2 separate regions of the Mus musculus genome follow, and region 1 is linked to region 2. The links are chromatin contacts, called in public Hi-C maps. All regions are on one chromosome and are shown on one strand. Each heading gives the region's core, a stretch centred on a gene start, on an enhancer-like site or on the middle of the called end of the contact. The rest is flanking DNA. Distances are from core to core; before and after follow the strand shown. Region 1 overlaps Gm46418 (a long non-coding RNA gene). Region 2 overlaps Macroh2a1 (macroH2A.1 histone).

Region 1 (6,854 bases), core at 3,357-5,856, 320 kb after region 2:
CTCAAGCTTATTCCTCACAAGGTGGGAAGGACTTGCTTTTGCCTCTAAAACTCCCAGAGAGAAGTTCCTCTCCCACCTGTAGCAGGGAAATATTAAAGAGAACGGCAAGTTCCTGAGGTACACCCAGCTACTCTCTGTCCGGCGGTCTTGCCGCCTCTAGCTAGCTCCAGTCAGCAGTCTTCCTATCTCCTAGCCCCCTGTACCTTCTCAGCCATAAACCCACTGTGATCGGCAGTCTCAAATTCCAGTAACCCAGTAAATAAAAACTCTAGATGCTTATAATTAATCTGTCAGATTTATATATCAATACATTCTCAATTCACAATGCCCACACAATAATTTCAGAACCAGTTGATAATAATACAAGATGCCCACCTAGATTAGACAAGTTACCCCAATTATTCTATCCCTATATGATATCATAGCTACCTGTGGTTATTTAAAGCCACCCGGAATCTGAATCGTCCTGTTCTCTGGGGAACCCAAAGCTCTCCTGACAGAATGAAGCCTCTAGGATGGAGTAGAGGCATCAGCGGGCATTCGGTGAAGTTGGTAGACATGGAGTGAATAAAACACACGTGGATCGACAACTTCCTCCACTTTGAGGGGCTCAGCAGGCTACCAGACAAGCAGTGTGCTTCCTGAGGTAGTGCTCTGAGGAGACAGCCAAGTAGCATGTGACTGGAGGTAGGCCCAGAGGCCAGCTTAGAGGAAATGGCTCTTCTGAGGAAGAGGCAGGATTGGAGGGACCCACTAAGTGCAGACCTGGAGGCAGGGCACTCAGGCAGGGAACAGAGCAAGTGTGTACCCTCAACCCCATCTTCTGTTAGCACTGTACTGTGGAGAGCGTCCCTAGAGAGCCAACCCCTGCCAGGATTCCCAGGCTTCCTCTGAGGCCTTGCTTTGGCTCTGTGGTCCACACTGCTCTCCCTTCGGGCGCCTGCCTTTGTATCCTACTTGCTGCCTGGTGAGGTTTCCCAGCCACCTTACTCAGCGCCCCCAGACAGTCCCCTCAGACTGATGGCTTGTTTACATCTCTGATAGCTGTGTCCTCGTTAGGAGCAGCTGACAGATGACCTTGCAGGGCACGAAGTCGCCGCTGTGTTTACCTCCTGGCTACTAGGCGGACAGCTGAGATTTGTGAAGCTACCTGTGGTTGTTTAATTGGAGAAAGCTGTCCTTGTTAAGGACTCTAGACCCAGAGAAGGACAACTCTGGAGAGAAGGAACACGTGAGCTTTAATTACTGCTGCTTGCTCATTTGCTGCGTGCTGATGGATGTTAACTGACTGCAAGATCTCACTTGTGTAGGGCGGTGTGAGTGTTGGTGTGAGCGGTGCAGGCTGCCTCCCAGGGAGCCTGGCCAGGCTGGCCAGCCTTACTAGCAACCCTGAACTGAAGGGAGGGAGGTGCTGCCCTCCCACTCTCCTCCCTCCTTCCCTCCCTCCCTAGCAAGCTGGGGAAGGGAGTATCCTCAGGACTCAGGAGGAACTGCAGAGACATTTAGGTACTTACTTGCTTCACCCCATAGCTTACCAGCCAGGGGTCTCCTGGAGCGCACAGTGTGCCTAGGACTTGACCACGTCATCTGGATGATTAGCAAATGTGAGGGTCCCGGCGAAGCCCTAGGATTCACATCTGCCAGGACACAAATCCACAGCTTCTGGTTTTCAGGGCACTTTCATGCTCTGTCCTTTTAAACTTTTGAGTCTGGAGATCATGAGATTCACACGGGGTTTTAACAAACAATGAAGGGTGGGCTCTATGGGCAGGCTGTTTGCCTAGCATGCGTAAAGCCATGGGTTCAGCCTACCCCCAAACTGCCTCAAACCAGGCATGGGGAGGATCAGGAGTTCAAGGTCAGCCTGGAGGTCAGAAAACAAGATAGGAGAATCATGTCTTTCCTCCCACTGTAAGTTCCAGGAGTCGACCCAAATCATCACACTTGGCAGCAAGCACCTTTACCCTCCGAGCCATCTTGTCAGCCCAGGAACCAGGATACTGGCTTCCATACAGTCAATAAGAATATTTCCATTGACATCGTCACAAGGGGACAGATTTGTTTCCGCCATGTTGTCTCCCTACAGCCTCTCCACCTCCCTTCTATCCCGACCACCCAACAGTTTGCAAGTTTAGGAGCTGAGCTGTTCTCTTCTGAGATTCCGTATTTCCAGAGTGACGCTCTGCATTCGCTTGTTCTCCTCAGCGCACTGTCTGGCTCCTCACTAAGCATGTGTATTTTTGAATAATTCGTTCCTTTCTATGGCTGACTAGCACCCTGTGGTATGGACATACCACAGTTGGTTTACCCTTTCACCCATGGATAAATCTCACATAATTTATGCGGATTTTGGTGTGTGTGCTCTCGGGAGTGCAAATGCTGGATTCTGTGGGCGTTACATACTTTGTTAAGCAGCCTCCTCCTGCTAGACTGGTTGTTCTATTTTGTATTCTTATCTGTAAGGTCAGAGTGACCCTGTTTCATGGGTGTCTCTAGCATTTGCTAGTCATTTGTTAAATAGCTGTTCTGACCCAGTGTGTGTGTGTGTGTGTGTGTGTGTGTGTGTGTGTGGTGTCTGTGTTCTGATGCAGTGTACATGCGTGGGGTGTGTGAGGTGTGTGTGTGTATGTGTGTGTGGTATGGTGTGTGGTATGTGTGTGTATGTGTATATGGTGACTCACTGTGTTCTGATGAGTGTATGTGTGTGGGGTGTGTGTATGTGTGGTGTGGTGTTTGTGTGGTGTGGTGTATGTGTGTATGTGGTGTCTGTGTTCTGATGCCGTGTGTACCAGTGTGTATGTGTGTGTGTGTATGGTGTCTCACTGTGGTTTTAATTTGCATTCTCCTAAAGGCTGCTTATGCCGAACCTTTTCTCAGGTGCTCACAGGTCACCTGTAGGTGGTCTGGTGAACTGTCTCCCCTGGTCATTCGTCCACTCTCTAATGGAGCCACAGAGTGCTTCGCTGGTCAGGCTCAGTTCTAAGGTCCTGCAGTGACTTGTCGCAGTATGCTCTGGGAGGTTTTTGTTTTTGTTAATTTTTTTTCCTGTTCTTTCCCCCTTTTGAATGTCACTTTCCCTCCTTTTAGAGGGATGTTTCTCAGAGCAGAAGTCTTACTTCCATGGGGTTAATTTCCCAGACCTCTTTACGCAGGCTTTTGATGCCCTCAGACCCTTACCCTGTTATGGTTACAAGCTATTTTCCCCCCTGTGTCTTCGTTTCCCTCCTAAACTTTTGAGGTGCTATGTACTTCTTACATTTAGTTTCATATTGATTTTCATTGAAGCTCAGGTTTTTTCCTCAAACACACCCAAAGTTCCGCTGTCCTTTGTTAGACTGTCTCCCAGCCCTGTAGACTCTCTCTCCTTCATACTCCTGTTGTGCGTGGCTGTGCGCGTCCACTTCCGGTTCTGTTTCACTGACGCATCCGTCTGTCCCTGCCAGCCCCATGTGGTCCTGACCACTGTGGCTACAGAGAATCTGGGGGGACTTACCTCATTTGACCCATGCATGGCCCAGAACTCTCTCTGGTTCCTTTGCCTTGCCTAAGAATCTTAGAGAACCTCCTTGGCCAACTCTCCCTTAGTAAGTGGAAAGTTCTATTAATTTCCCTGACCGTAAACACAGGTCTGTGTTGTTCTTTTCATGTCATGTGGTGTGATATGAGTACAGCTTCATTTCTCTAACTCATCTCCCCCCTCCCAATCCCCGTTATTGACAACACCATCATCAATAACCTGCCTCTGAAAACATTCCGCCATTTCCAAAGGAGACACAGCTGAACTGTGTAGACTTTTTCAGTTTCATGACCCCTGAGGGACACATGGTTTCCCGGATGGAGCTGCTGAGTCCAGAGCTGCGGCTAGTCGTCCTTGAGAACGAGCAGACAGGTCTCCGTACTGCCCCACGATGCAGAGCAGATAGGAAATGGATCCATTGTCTCTTCTTTCTGGAAGATTCTCACCATCCTTTGGCCTACCTGTTCTCTGGATAGCTGCCTGTCCTCTCTGGAACAGAGGGGCTCCCAGGGTCTGAGCTCCTACCTCCATCACAGCAAAGGCTCTCCCAGCCCTGAGGAGCCTGTGACTACTTTAAGAAAATCCTTCCAGGGCTTCAAAGAGTAACAGGATAGCTTTCTGGAATGCTTGTTAAAATTCTTGAATATGTTTAAGGGATTTACATGTTCAAAGAGAGAATGCTTTCTGTTTGATGTTGACAAAAAGACGCGCCCCCCCCCTTTCCTGTGAATTTAAATAATTTGCCTGATTTCGGTGCGGAAGACCACAAGACTCTGTTCTCAGTGGTCGAGATGTGGTATTTGTTAGAAGACACCCCACTCCCAATCCCCCACCCCGTGACTAACTGCAGGGGAAGATGTGTGTAAATGATTCGGAAATATGTTTTCAAACAAACGGCCATCTGAAAGTTGTCAGCTGGGAGGAAAATGGCGCCACCCTTGCATAAAGAGATTTGGTTTCTCTGAAACAATCACACACAAAGAAACAGAAATATCATCTTAAGTAATCATTAATGACGACCCAATAGGGACCTTCCAGAATAAATGGAAATCAGTCGCCCCCTTGTGGACAAGGCGGTAAGTACTGAGTTCTGAGGGAACTGTGGTATATGTACTCTTACACATCTGGCTGATTCCGACGCCCTTTACCTACAGGGTCCCTGGCACACGGCTCTGAGATGGTGAAGAATTGAAATGCTACTAAAGCCCCTCCCTGAGCAAGAAAATCTTGGCAGGATGACGCCAGAAGCATGGGGAGGGGAAGGCTCTGCTCCTGATGGACCACGGTGAGCCTTGATGCTGTCCAAACAGGTTCTGCCAAACCCCAGGAGCGGCTTCTGGGCAAACATGGGACTAGCACCGGGACTGGCACGTGAAGGCGAATGCAAAGGGTTTGGGAGATATTTTTTTCTCCCAACAAGGAAGCAGGCCGCTGTTGATTTCCCCCTGAGGGGCCGGAAGTGCACTGCAGCAGTGTTCCGGTGGGCTGCTGGGCCTGGGTCTCCTCCTCCGAGCCCTGCATCCTGGGGACCAGTGCTTGTGCATTTGTCCCACAGAGATACTGTGACTGCAGCCAGCCCTGCAGCATCCCGCAGACCCCAGCCTTCAGAGTCTGTCTCCTCCAACCCTGCCTGCGCCCAGCAGCGCGGACCACGTGCTCCCGAAAATCAGGAGTTTCAAGCTTTCAACCTTTGCTGTTATTCATCGTGGGGCCAGGGTCCCTCCTACCCACAATGTGTACTCTCTGGGCAGAGAACAGGATTCCTGGCAAACAGAAGCTGGGAGCGCAGCCTGGAGTGCGGTGTCTCCAGATCTGACTCTGACCCTGGGATTCAGGATGTTCATATGAACATGTACGTTAAGTGAATCCTTGGCGTAGGCTTCTGTAGTGGGCCGTGGGTCCACCATTGTGCAACCCCCGCATAAGTCTTTTCCTATCTCTTGGCTGTTTGCAGGGATGAACTGGCACGATTTAAGTAAAAACAAACTGAACTTCATTAAAAAAACAAAAAAAGTAAACTTTTGTTTCCCAGAAAGTCCTCAATAACAACATTAGGAAGGCATTCCTAAGAAGAAAATATTCACAATGCAAATGTTCGACAAGGGGCTTGTATCCTGCATATATAAGGAGTGTTTGCTATGCAACAACAAGAACAGGCAAAAATGAGGATAAGATGATAATATAAGCTCCTGACAGCCCAGTCCTACTGTGACTGGAAATTCTAAATAGAACATACAAGCTGCTATGTGAGAACTCTAAAAGGTGAGTGAATGCAGATTGGGGGGGCGGGGGAGAGAAAAATCTGTGAGCAGCCATGTGCTCCTCCCTCCTCCCTCACCCTGCTCTTTCCTTGTCTGGTCCTCCCTCACCCCCTCTGTTCCTCCTCCTCTTTTCTTCCTCTTCCTCACTCCCCTGTCTTCTTCTGTTTTTCTTCCTTCTCATGGAAACAGCAGAGGCAAAAGGATACAGCACAAGGGAGTGCCAACAGAATCTGATTGGGGGACACATCTGGAAAGGTGGTGTTAGGAATATCCAGGATTATACATAATTTAAAAAAACAGCCCCCTAATTCTGTGAGAACAAGCAGTAGGCTTAGCTTGACCCCTGAGCTATGCACAAATCACAGAGACCCAAACAGTGGCATAAAACCTTGAGAATCAAACTGAAATATATACCATGTCCCTATTTTTAAAACTACACTTGCTAAATAGTGCCTGCTAGGGACAACCCCAAATCAGGACAGTGCCCGAGACCGGAACCACTGTCCGCACAAGGCGATGCTGAACCTGAGATTAGATCTAAGCAAACTGAACACTGGCTAGGACAAAATACCAATGGCTCTCAGACAGAGGATTATGGGTAGAATCCAACATCTACACACAATGACATTTCCCATCTCTAAAATAATCCAAATCTACCCAGCATGCAAAGAGCCAGGAAAGCACCGCCAGTTCTCAAGGGAAAAGAATACATTCAAATCCCAAGGTGAGTCACTGGCTGCTGGATTACCAGACAAAGACTTCAAAAGAGGCTGCGGTGAGCGCATGCATGCTCCCTCGGATCCAGAGAGATGTATGGAAGAGGCTGCGGTGTGCGCATGCTCCCTCAGATCCGGAGCGATGGACGGAAGAGGAATAAGGAGCCGTATGTCCACGAAGAACTTTTAAAAGATACTTTTAAAAAGAACAAGCAGAAGTGTTAGGATGGAAATACATAAAATCTGAATGAAAAAATTTCCCTGCATGATCCAGCGGGAGAATCAACAGCTAGAAAAGAGGGGTGCACGGATGGGATGCCAGTAAATATGGTGCAGCCTGAAAAATTGGGAGAAGGTTTT
Region 2 (6,806 bases), core at 1,084-3,583:
TAAAGGTGTGCCCTAAGGCTGAGCCACACCATAACCAGAAACAGGTTTTTCTAGGAAACAACACAATCTCGGGGTTCATGGTGTGATCAAATATCCTGCAACAGATAGGCAGGGTATCAGATATGTGACTGTGACCCACAGGTTGAAAGCCAAGGCACTCGCCACAATCAGCCTGGTCTTCTGACAGGTAGTGAGCAATGAGGACAACCTCCTCACCTGGGGTCCTCACATAGGAAAAGGGCGGGTTTGGGATGGCAGCACTGAGACACAGTCGGGGTAGCCGCGGCTCCCTCAGGACACAGGCTGTTGCTAGTGTTGCCTGAGTTCTGGCTTAATCTCTCCCAGGTTCCTCCTGCTTAGCTTCACCCCAGAGACAGGGAAACTGAGCACCACAGGGAACCTACCAAGAACACACAAGCGGCAGAACTAGAATACAGCCAGGTCACAGACTAGAACACTACACGGCCAAAACAGTGCTTGCGTGACTTGTGTTTTACACATCTAGAATAGGGAGGGTTTCCGCAAGTACATGTTTTTATATACATAGACTTTCTGGAAAGTAGGTTATTAATTCATTATAGTTTGTGATAGGGGCAGGATTTTTTTTCCTGCATACTTTTTTTGCCTGCCAAACTTATACACATTACATATACAAAAATACATTATGCAATATGCCCAGAGTCACTGGCTTGTAGAGTTGGAACAGGCGCTGTCATTTTATGGGCTAGGGCCGGCCAAGGCGGGCCAAGGCGGGCCAAGGCAGAGAAGGGGGCAGGCTTGCCTGAGGCCACCCAAGTAGGAAGAGCCTAGGGCACAGCCAGAGTGCTGGCCTGGAGTGCTTGCGTTCGGGGGCTTTCTGTGCCTTCCGCCTGCTCCCTGCAGCTGACTCGGCTATTACACTGGACATTTTCAAAACCGTCAAATTATATAGAATTGAGGGAGGAAATTATGATTTGGACTTCCAGTGTTGACACTTGAAAAATACCAACTCCCTTTCAGCACAAGTGTTTTAGCACGTCCCTGAGGTGGGGCGCTCTGCGCATGCCCCGGGAAAGGTGATTTTTTTTTTCATAACGTTCCATGAAACATGGAAATGCCGGGCCTCCACTGTTTCTGGGAGCTGACACCACAATTTACATTAAACAAATGTTTTGAAAATTAGCTGTTCACGGTTCCAATTTCAGCTTCCCCCAGGGTTTAATGTTAACCAAATACTGGTACAGTAAGCAGACAATGTGTTTTATTGTGTGGAAGAAAAACAGACCACCATCACAGGCTCCCTGCTTTTGTAATCAAGAGAAAAGCTGAATGTTTGAGTGATTACTGACATATGGTTATTAGAAACACAGCTACTAGGGGCTGGAGGGACACAGAAATACACCACACACGCACGCACACACGCACACCTCTCTGTCTCTCCCCTGTCTCTGTCTCTTTCTCTCTCTCCCTCCCCATCCCCCATACTCACACATACACTCTCCCACTCCATAAAGAGTTTGGTAAGCTGCAAAGGTCAGGAAGTCACTGGGCAGAAAAGAACAAGAGAAGACTAAGGTCAGGGGGAATGAGGCTCAGCCAAGTTTGCTCCAGCACATACATCTAAGGTGTTCAGATGGCATGACTTGAGTGTAGGAAAGAGGGCAAGGCTAAGATGCAGCCAGGTTAAGGGTCAAGCTGGAAACGTGGTTCTACCCTGCTGGTACCAGCACCCAATGCCAGGACCTCCCTGTGGGCAGCCATTTTTAAGGGAGAAGAGACTTGGCTTCTCTGTGTTTCTCCTGGCATTCCAAAGCAGGTACCCTAGGGCTTGTCCTGTTTCCTCCGCCCTACCCTTCCTCCAAACTGCAAATACAGGGAGAGGGAAGTCCCTTCCCTGCCTGTCCCCACTGCCACCTCCTCCTGGACTCCTGAGCAAGGTAGAAGGCTTTCTAGTATCTAGAAATACTGGCCTCTCTTCAAGGTCAGGCTTCTCTCTCCATGAGTGGGGGACAATTCTGGGTCTTGGAAATAAGGTATTGGGGGTGTTGTTTGCATTCACGAGTATGTGTAAGGAGACACAGTGCCTTCTCTTTCTTCTCTTTCGATAACACAGGCCCCAAAACAAGGCCAACAGATGGGGGTATGTCTGCCCTTCCCCATCAAAGCAACTCTAGGCCGTGCTTGGGAGGCTCCCACAGAGGACCAGCATCTAGGACAACGTTTTTGGGTGAAGCTCGGCCTAGGAGCAACTGTCTGAAGAGTGCACTGCTTTTCTTTCCGGACTGAAGCAAGTGTTCTGAAAGACAGCTGTCTGGAGCTCTCCTGCTGGAGCACCCAAGGAGGACATGTAGCCATGGCAACACAATGAGATTGTAGAGTTGAGCATCCAGGCATGTGCACAGATGGCCCCTCTGAGGACGGTATTATTAGTGATCCCTGGCACAGGGAAACCTTTCCACAGGCCCAGGCATCTACATGGGAGACCGGGTACAGGAGGGGTGCGGCTGGGCTACCGGCCACCTCCTGCTGCTCCTGGAAGCCACTACCCATCCCCATGACCAGTCTTCCAGCTGAACCCAGGTTCCCCGAGCCACTCTCGAGTAGCCAGTGTGTTGGGACTCCTACGTATTCCTCAGTCAGTTCCCCCACCAGGGATCAGCTCTGAGAAGGGAGGGGGGTCCCCTGTGACCTTATTTACCCCATCCCACATATCCCTGCCAGATCCCGTACCTTAGACTTCCGGGCCCCTTTCTTGCCTCCTGTCTTCTTAGCCACTGGCTTCTTCTGGGATGGAGACTTGGCCTTTTTGGCCGGCGGAGGCGTGATGATGGCTTCCAATTTTCCCTTGGATCCTCGCTTCTTCGCTAGCAACTCAGGATGGATATTCGGCAACACGCCCCCGCTGGCTATGGTGACACCCTTTAGCAGCTTATGGGGAAAACCAAAGTCGCAGGTGGTAAGCCAGACTGCCTGCTCCAGGAGAGCCCTGCCTGACGCCGGAGCTCAGCCCTGCTCACACGCATCTGCTCCAAGCCGCGACAGCTCTTGACTCCAAGGCAACTACAAAGAGGCTGGCAGGACTCAGACCTACCTACCACATGGGACTCGAGTCCTTGGGCCCTCACTTGGTCTGAATTTATGCTATCACTCCTGGGAGAGCAGAGCACCCACCTCATCTCCCCACCCTACTTTCAGTGAAGCTCCAAAAGGCAGGGAGATAGATGCTTAGGGTCTTGCCAGTCACCATAGCCCCTCCTGGGTGGTCTGAGTATATGCTAGCATGTCTGGGGACAGGATGGACACACACCCCTGCATACCTGGTTTAGCTCTTCATCATTGGCCACAGCTAACAGGATGTGCCGGGGTGTGACCCGTCCCTTCTTGTTGTCTCTTGCTGCATTGCCAGCCAGCTCCAGGATCTCAGCTGTAGGGCAGATAAAAGCACGAGGTCATTTCAGGGCAGGAGAGAACTCACATGGCCCCGAATCCCCAGACAGATGTGTTCTGCAAGCCGTACTTCTGGGGCAGCCACTCAGAGATGTAACAGGAAGGCTGGGTGGGACTTAAAGGTCCCACCTTCTGTTCTGAAACAGAGGTTAGGAGGAATGGGGACCAGCAGAGGGCACTGGGTAAACAAGTAGTGAGACTAAGGTCTAAATCCAGCTCTGGCTCCCATTTCCCAGACAGAGCCGCCTGTGAGGGGTGCTTGGATGTGGACATGGCCAACTACATGCACCTGCAGTGTGGCCTGAAGGACACCATGCCTGCACGTGATGTGTCACCCGTCTGTAGAACTCAAGGGGAGGGGGCTTGATGTAGCTGGTGTTTGAGAAATCTTTGATGCTTGAATCAAAGAAGAACACCTGCATGTTGGGATATGAAACCAGGAAGCTGTGACCAGGCTCACACAGTCAATGTCATAGTAACACAAAACAAAAGGGTGGGAATAGTGCAGGCTCTAAAAAGCTAGATACAGGACCAACTACAATGTGTGACTTTAACAGAATCCTCCAAAGTCCTTCTGGAGACATGTGAAGAGGCCTGAACACGGGAGTTGCACCATGAGAATTCTTGCCTAAGTTGGATAGTAGCATGACCACTCCTAAGAAATTAGTGCTGTGCCTGGAGACTGTTCTTCTAGAGGCCCTGGGTTCAATTCCCTGCACCCACATAGTGGCTCAGAGCCACTTGTAATTCCAGTTCCAGGGGTTCTGACATCGGCTTCTGGCCTCTGGTTGCACTGTATGCACATAAACGCACATGCAGGCAAACACTCATGCACATAAAATCAAAATAAAAGAGGAGATTCATGCTGAAGTACCTAGGAATGGGGCACAGTGAGTACAGCAAACGTGGTAGTTCCTGTTAAACCTGCACGTGATCAGAGCCCCTCTGCCAAAGAAACCCTGCCCTCTGTAACATGGACGGACCTGAACTTTAGAGCCCTCAGGTGACTTGTCTAAATGAAAGAAGCCAGGCATAGAAAGGTAAATAAACGCTCTGTGAGCTTACTATGACACCAGATCTAAAGAAGTCTGACTTCGAGGCCACGAACAGAGCGTGATCACCAGAGACTGGCGAGGGGGGTGGAGAGAGGGGAAATGACAGTTGGGAGGTATGAGGAGGAGGTTAGAATCTAGGGAAAATCTTAGTGATGTGCCCAGAGAGGGGACTAGAGTTGATAATACTATGTATTTCCTAATCACTAACATATATTTTAAATGTCCTCCAAACCTAAACACAGGAATATGAAGGACAGATACGTTAATCAAATTAATCTCCTCATTCCCCCATGTGCGCATGTACCAAAGCAGCACACTGTCCTTTGTAGTAAGTATATAGACCATTTCTTGACTAAGAATAATACAATAGAGGCTGGAGAGATGTCTCAGTGGTTAAGAGAACTGGCTTCTCTTCCAAAGGACCCAGGTTCAATTCCCAGCACCCACATGGCAGCTCACAACCATCTGTAACTCCAGTTGTAGGCAATCTGACACCGTCATATGGACAAACATGCAAGCGAACCACCAATGCATATAAAAAATAAAAAGGAATTATTGAAGAAAAAATAATACAATATTATTTTTCAGCTTTCTGTATGTCCAAAGTCTCTTCAAAACAATCATCATGAGAGGGACTAAAACAAGACAGCAAGACTGAGTCCAACCTGCACCTGATGCTCAAACCGTCCTGCCTGGGGAGTGGCCTCATGAAACAAAGGAAAGCCCATCAGCGTCATCAACAGCACTGAGGATTCTCCTGCTAGCAAGGGATCCCTCCCGACTCCCTTCTTAGCAACCAGCCCACCTCATCCCTGATCCTCACTGTCTTCATGGCACGTGCATGCTGTTCCTCAATGCCCGCTGCAGTCTGACCTGCTACACTAAAGATCCTCTAATACTCCAGTTATGCTGTATTTTCTAGATTGTTCTGACATGGCCAGCGCATGGATGCCTCCTGGAATAAGTGGGTATAAACTGGTAGGTGTGGTGTTAAACATTATCCGGGGCTTTCTACTCCACCTTTGATCATTTAGTTCCCGGATAAGAGACACAAAACCTTTATATCTATAAGAAGCCTTTAAAGCAGTAGAGCTGGGCAGATATTGACCCTCTATGCTATTCTGTCTACTTCCCTGTTAATAACCCCAAGAATTAACCTGCCATGTTCCGCCTGGGCTGCTCCTACTCTATCTGGTCAACCCTCATGCCATGCTCTCATGATCGACCTGCCCCATGGCATCTTCCTCTTTCTTCTCCTCAAGGTCTCTCCTCAAACCCAGCCTGGTAATTGAAGCCCCACCCACCTCTCTTCTGCCCAGCTACAGGCTATAGGCATCTTTATTCAACCAACAGTTTTAAACTAAGGAGCAAAGTTACACAGCATAGCTTGGTGTGCATGAGGATCTCCTTGTCAGTGGCAACCAGACCTCGGGGGCCTGTATTTAGCAACACATAGTAACAGACCTAACCCTCAGCAGGTAAACCAAGCCTGAAACTTAGGGTACTGATGACTGTCTACTGTGCTTGCTTTGAGACAGGATCTCACTTTGGCCTGACCTTCTCGGTAGCCAGGCTAGCCTCAAACCTGTGATTCTCCTGCTTCAAGTCTCCTAAGAGCTACAGTGGTGCACGTACCAGCACACTGGAGATGATATGTATATGTTTATTATTAACAACTAAGCCCCATGCAAAACCTGCTATGCATGCATAAAGACTTGAGTCCCTGGCTGCTCTTGAACACTTTCATAATAGCAGTGGGACAGGGCAAGGGGGACTCAGTCGCACTGGGAACAGCAGGTCGCCTTCCCTAAATCCAGGACATCCTTTTGCTCAGTCCTCACACAGAGACGAACAGCCCCATGTTTGAGAAGGGACACAGAGGCATCGAGGTTCCTATCTTACCAGCAGGAACGGAATTCAACACAAGGCTGCACAGGCCAGAGCTTTAGAGAGTACCATACCTGGGCTTCACACCCACCAGAGCCACGGGTGTGAGGCAAGGAGAATGGCCAGTATGTGAGGCACTAGCTGGAGGAAAGGCTCGCCCTTCCCACCTTAGCTGTTCCCCCACAACCTCAGAACAATGTAGTTTCCCAGTATTGAGGGGTTTGCTCTCCTGAACGTTCCCTAGAACTGCTCATGGACCCCTCTGTCAAATGAAGAAGGTGTCTATGGTGCCTCAGGATACAGAAATGCCTGCTTGTGGTCCAGCAGACCCTCGGGCTCCTGGGCTTGAGGTGGAGGTAGCACATGTGCAAGGCTGCTATCCTGCCACAGTTCAAAAGTTAGCAAAGTGGGCGCCCGAGGTGCTAAAAGAGCAGACTC

Evidence for each region. Hi-C and Micro-C count contacts between places; a contact is called where the count stands out from the background.
Region 1: a Hi-C map of cortical neurons shows a contact between it and region 2, with 2.8 times the contacts expected there. The contact joins two enhancer-like sites. A contact is called at or near these places in 2 of 39 promoter capture datasets (the 3T3-L1 cell line and pre-B cells), 2 of 484 Hi-C or Micro-C datasets (both in cortical neurons) and 2 of 9 other capture datasets (embryonic stem cells and liver).

The regions. Positions count from the first base shown.
Region 1 is chr13:56,417,930-56,424,783 of GRCm38.p6, forward strand. It overlaps Gm46418 (a long non-coding RNA gene), which reads left to right. Exons shown (of 7, transcript XR_003950506.1): 7 at 4,672-5,883. Among named protein-coding and RNA genes, the nearest start is that of Gm3045, 5.2 kb to the right of the region's middle. Within about 2 kb of position 4,607, at least 13 of the 459 cell types and tissues checked have an H3K27ac peak or open chromatin away from gene starts, as enhancers often do. A contact at or near this core is called in cortical neurons, where this site is marked.
Region 2 is chr13:56,101,593-56,108,398 of GRCm38.p6, forward strand. Macroh2a1 (macroH2A.1 histone) reads right to left here. Exons shown (of 9, transcript NM_001159513.1): 3 at 3,297-3,403; 4 at 2,710-2,907. Among named protein-coding and RNA genes, the nearest start is that of Gm31485, 16 kb to the right of the region's middle. Within about 2 kb of position 2,334, at least 36 of the 459 cell types and tissues checked have an H3K27ac peak or open chromatin away from gene starts, as enhancers often do. A contact at or near this core is called in cortical neurons, where this site is marked.